2 separate regions of the Callithrix jacchus genome follow, and region 2 is linked to region 1. The links are chromatin contacts, called in public Hi-C maps. All regions are on one chromosome and are shown on one strand. Each heading gives the region's core, a stretch centred on a gene start, on an enhancer-like site or on the middle of the called end of the contact. The rest is flanking DNA. Distances are from core to core; before and after follow the strand shown. Region 1 overlaps ANKRD28 (ankyrin repeat domain 28). Region 2 has its middle 140 kb from the start of GALNT15.

Region 1 (2,838 bases), core at 155-2,654:
GACAAATGATAGCTCTTACAAGTTAGCTATAATGTAAATTATGAAGCTGTATCAATAAGCTTTTACTACTTTTTTCACATTAAAATCCATTGGTCTAACTGCACTTTGAATGGATCTTTTTACCCATGTGTGATTTTACAATATCATGCATCAGTCATTTGGAAAATGCTGGTTCCCTGGTTAGGCAGGTTTTCAATTACTGACAGATTTCATGATATACAATATCAAAAGTCACATTTATTAATATTCTACCAATGCCACCAGAAAAGTCTTTATGTATGGTAAAGCTTACTCTTTATAAAGACGTAATAAAGGCCAAGACTCTAAATCAAGGTAATCCTGATTAAGGATTTTTCTTATATAGATAAGAAAACATTTGCAGAGAGTCTCTTTTCCTCTAAATAATTTTCATTACGGTTTTCCTACATGTTGCCTGAAATATCAAGCTCAAGGTGGCTACCTAAATTATAATTTTTGCTTGGAAGGTCAAATTTTCACCATCTGTAACAAATATTGAGAGTTGCTTTCCTTGAAGTGATGAATTTACTTTGTTCCTTTTCAAGAAATATTTTCAATAAAAGGTTTGCCAAAGAGTCTAATCTGAATAAGCATAATGTTAGTTGTTTTTCAAGTAAAAAGGTATTCTATTTTTTTTAAAAAAAAAAGACTAGTCCAGTTAGCAACTCAATCACATAAGCATTTTTCCTGTGCAGTATATACTCATTTTATCATACAGATACCCCATGGTCAAGTGTAATATAAGTAACTAACACTTAAAAACAGTCTTAAGGGAAATAGGCTTTTCTCTCCTTAACTATGATCAGGGCAGTGAAAACCACAGACTACTAGTCTGGTGCCACTAACTTGATTCATAATACATAGTAGATACCATTACTTTTGTACTATTAGTCCAAATGTCAAAGTAAAAAAGGCATATAACATTTTATTATTATTATTTATTATTATTATTATTGAGAACAGTTTTGACCTTAGGGACTCCCAGGGGTTCATGGACCACACTTTGAAAAGTCTCTTAGACCAGGGTCTCAAACCCCTGGGCCTAGGACCACTAGCCGTTGGGCCTGTTAGAAACTGGGCTGGACAGCAGACAGTGAGCAAGCATGCATTACCATCTGAATCCTGCCTCCTGTCAGAGCAGTGCAGCATTAAATTCTCATAGGACTGTGAATCCTATTTTGAATTGCACATGTGACGGATCTAGGTTGTGTGTTCTTTATGAGACTAACTAATGCCTGATGATCTGTAGTGGAATAGTTTCATCCCCAAACCATCCTACCCCCACCGCCCCCATCCACGGAAAAACTGTCTTCCATGAAACTGGTCCCTGGTGCTAAAAAGGTTGGGGATTGCTGCAGTAATTTTGGCCAAAGAAAGGTTTGGCTCTTGCTCAGCTCCTGGAAGGTAACCACTAAGCCCTTGGAATGTCCTGCTTGATGAAGAGTCATTGTTTACCTGGGGGCCTTTTTCCATGCCAGATAGCCTTAACAATATGATTTTTGGTGGGCTTTAAGTCACGCAGTATCAGCTTGACCTCTGGAGGAGATGGACACTAACATCAGCCACAGGTGTGGTCAACTGTGACCACACAGTTGTGACTGACTTCTCAATAAAAACTCTGGACAGCAAACTTCAGGTGGGTGGCCCTGGTTGGCAATACTCCTTGATTGTTGGCAATACACCATATATTGTTGCTGGGAGAAGCAAGCACTGTCTGCACAACTCCATTGGGAGAGGACACCTGGAAGTTCGTGCCTGAAACTCTTCTGGACCTTTATCCTATGCACTTTTACCCATTGCTGGTTTTAAACTGTATTCCTTTAATGTAATAAATCATACCATGAATTTAACTGCTTTGCTGAGTTCTGTGAGCCCTTTTAAGCAAATTATAAAATCTGAGAGTAAACAATCTCCCCCAAACTAAACAAGGTTGGTCAAGATCAAACTCCTGAGTATATATAATAAAAGCCAATCCCCACCTACATGTTTCTTTACACAAGACATTGTTTGGCTCCAAAGCCTACTGTGCATATGTGCCAGATCCAAACTCCACAAAACTACCGGTCTCTTCTCCAAGCAGCTTGTTTTGGAGCAGGGATTCTCCATCTTTGAAATATTGACATTTCAGACCAAATGATTCTTTGTTATGGAGGAATGTCCTGTCTACTAAAGGATGTTTAGCATCATCCCTGGCCTCTGTCCAATAGGTGCCAATAGTATCCTTCCATCCCTCCCAGTGGTAACAACAAAAAGTATCTACAGACATTGACAAATTCCCCTGAGAAGCAGAATCACCCTCCCCTCAATATTAAAAATCACTGTTTTAGGAAACTCATCTACGAAGTCTGACCTTCCCTTTTCTTTTACAAAACAAGGAGTAAGTTCATTTTTAGCTCTATCTTCCCACCTTTCCTGTTAATTATTTGATGGAAAGCAAGTGCACGTTCTAAGTTCTACCTTCAAAAAAAAACTGGATAACAGTGGTAAACTAAAAAACTCTTCCTTCTGGGGAACTCAGTCAGATTACCAATTTCAAGAGAACGATCTTCTTAAAAGGATAATATATATCTTCTGTATCTCATGCACACCACAGAGGGAAGATAGACTACTATTCTTCAACCTTGGGAGTATACATCAAAATAACCTTAAGTAGTTTTTAAAAACATGGATGCCAGGTCCTATATAGACACAATCAGAATTCATTATCCAGCAACTGAGTGTTCACTATATGCCAAAGCATTGTTACAGGTGCTGGAGATAACAGCAGTAAATAAGACATCTTATTTTCCCTTGAAGAACTCACGTTCCAGTAGAGGGAGA
Region 2 (2,820 bases), core at 122-2,621, 180 kb after region 1:
TTCGTCAGTTGCAGCTGTAGATTGGCTATGGATACAAGAGTTCAGCAAAATCATTCAAAGCATTTTGTGAGACTTAATTGGCTAAATGGAATTTGCAATAATGAGTGTTATATATTTCATTATTTTTTATAAATCGTGTACACATTCTATCAGTATAATTTACAGAAGTATATATTCATTTGCACATATTTTAGGAGGGAGGGCCAGTTGTAACTATTAGCTATTATTTACTCTGCCATGAATATACTTCCCTCTTTATCTCACCCTCCAAGACCGAGTTCGGGGATGAATCTATCCCTTCTTTGGGGTCCTTTGTCACAGCCCTTCTTCACAATGCATTAGGGTTCTGTGAATTTTCCTCTACTTCCTAGAACAAACACAGTGGAAGGACAAGGGCTTTGAACAACTCAGTTCTGAACATCTGGAGCTGAGTTCCATGTTTGGTACATAGGAGGTACCCAACAGGTGTTGGTTAAAAGAAACAGTAAGAGTCTTGAAGGCAGTGGGTGGGGAAGAGAAAAAGAAAAGAAGGAAGTCACTTACTTAGAAAAGGCTCAATAGTCAATACTGTGCATCATCTTTTAAAATTTAAATTTTCTTAGGGTTCCTAAAGGTCTATGTAAAATACAGTAAGCTTTGATTTCCAAAACCACAACCTACAAAAGCCCTTGATGGAGTAGATTTGTCTGGGGGTTCCATATGTTTAGAGGAACAAGACAAGTCAATTATATCATTATAATTGGTAATTATATCATTATAACTGGTAATTATGTCATTCCCTGTATTTGATGTGTGTCTTGAGTGATGCACAGTGGCCAGTCCTTCCTGTTCCCTTTATAATGTTCATTGAGTCCTTCCTTGAATGTGGCAGGCCCTGGATTTTCCATGCATCGTGTGTGAGGGAACTGACAATGGAACATCAGAAGCCCAGGAGAACTTACAGCCCATGCATCCTCCCACTCCAAGATCCTCCCATGTGCCTTGACTGCAGGCTCCTCCCCATACCCTTTTGGAGGGACCTGGATACCAGCCCTCTTAGTCAAGAAGTATTTGCAGTCTTTAAAATCCAGTCATTATTGATGGGCTGGCTGAGTTTCTTGTTCAAAAAGTGCACAGTCACCCATCTCCCTAAAATACACATCCAGCCAAGGGTCAGGTTTCCCTCAGCCGCCAGCCACTTCTCTAAGATGAGCAGTTGCCAACAAGCAAGCCTGGAAGCAAGCAAACGGTTTTCCTTTCTCCACCTCCATCCCGTCAGTCAGAACCCCAAAGAAAGGTCAGCTGGAACCCGTCCAGCCTCCAGCCACAGCCCAGCACAGGGTAGACATGTCAAACAAAACAGGAAAAATTATTTACCTTTCCCTTGTCCTTTCCCTCAAGTTTTAATTTTATTTGCCATCGACTCAAGAGAGCCCACAATAAGAAAAGGAAATCAAGCCTAGATCATTGTCTCTTTCCTGGACTGTTGAACTAGACTCTGCTTTTGTCCTTGCCCCATGCAAATCTATTCTTAATTCAGAGGCTAGAGGGATCCTGTTAAAAAGTAAATCAGAATATGTCATTCTTTTGCTCAGAACTCTCCAGTGGCTCTCCCGTAATCAGAGGTAAAGCCAAAGCCTGCCAGTGTCTAAAGGCTCTACATGATGAGCTTCTACCCCCCCGGCCCTTTATGTATCTGATTTCCTACTATTCACTCCCTCCCTCCGTCCTCAACAGATGCAATAACCTTGTTGTTCCTTGAACTTATCAAACACGTCTCACCTCAAGGCCTTTCCCCTCATTGTTTCATCTGCCAACCATACTCTCCCCCAGATATCCATGTGGCTCATTCCCTCACCTCCTTCATGTCTGTGCAAGCATGACCTTCTCCATGTCTGTGCAAGCATGACCTTCTCACGTATGGTGCTATGCAGTGCTGCAACTGCCTTCTTCCTCTCTCTTGCTGTTCCTTCTCACCCTGTTCTATTCTTTTCATAGAATGTATCATCTTCTAGCATAACATATAATTTATATATTTATTATATTTATAGTTTGTCCCTCCCAAGTAGAAATGTAAGCAGTAAGAGGACATACATTTTTGTCTTTTGTGCCTGTTTTGTCTGGAATAGTGCATGGCACATAATAGGAGCTCAAATATTTGTTGAATGAAGTGTACTCCATTTAAGACAAGGAATCTGAGGCTGACTCTAAGTCACAAATATTATTGAGGCATTTGGGAGTAGACACCAGTTTCCTCCATGCTAGAAGCCACATTTGTCACCTAATCCTTGCTTCCCTTTCGTTGACGACTGGACTCAGTGGGGAAAGTTCCAGGGAGTCCACTGTAGAGCTGAGTAGGCAGATAGTGTTGGGATTTTCTGAATTTACTTTTTCATCAAGGTCAAAAAAGCCATGTGGAAACTCTAAAATGTGGTCTTTCAGTTAATGCATTTTATTGAAAATGCACTTTTGTTTGAATGATATTATATTAATGTGTCAAAACTTACAGAATAACTCTCAAGCAAGGAATTGTTGGTGGTGGTAGTGGAGACAGGGAGAGGGAGGTGCAGTTGAGGAGAAGGAATATAGAAACATTGGCTTATTCATGTGAGCTGCTATTAAGAAAGCCAGTGCCCCCTTCATAACAGGGAGCTCTGGGAAACCAAATAGAAAACTCCTTTTTTAAAAAGAGACAGATTAACTGAGTCATTATCTCTGAATTCCCTTTCTGTTGCTTCTCACTCAGACTGCTGATGATTTTATTTTTAATTTATCTAAGGGGGTTATGAGTCATTATCGAGATTAGTTTCCATCAGGTTCTCTATCACGAAACACTACAGT

What was found. Hi-C and Micro-C count contacts between places; a contact is called where the count stands out from the background.
Region 2: a Hi-C map of skeletal muscle shows a contact between it and region 1, with 3 times the contacts expected there. The contact joins two enhancer-like sites. A contact is called at or near these places in 2 of 3 Hi-C or Micro-C datasets (induced pluripotent stem cells and skeletal muscle).

Annotation. Positions count from the first base shown.
Region 1 is chr17:54,639,312-54,642,149 of calJac240_pri, forward strand. All of the region lies in intron 1 of ANKRD28 (ankyrin repeat domain 28), which reads right to left. Among named protein-coding and RNA genes, the nearest start is that of ANKRD28, 31 kb to the right of the region's middle. Within about 2 kb of position 1,405, at least 1 of the 16 cell types and tissues checked has an H3K27ac peak or open chromatin away from gene starts, as enhancers often do. A contact at or near this core is called in skeletal muscle, where this site is marked.
Region 2 is chr17:54,814,605-54,817,424 of calJac240_pri, forward strand. No RefSeq gene overlaps it. Among named protein-coding and RNA genes, the nearest start is that of GALNT15, 140 kb to the right of the region's middle. Within about 2 kb of position 1,372, at least 1 of the 16 cell types and tissues checked has an H3K27ac peak or open chromatin away from gene starts, as enhancers often do. A contact at or near this core is called in skeletal muscle, where this site is marked.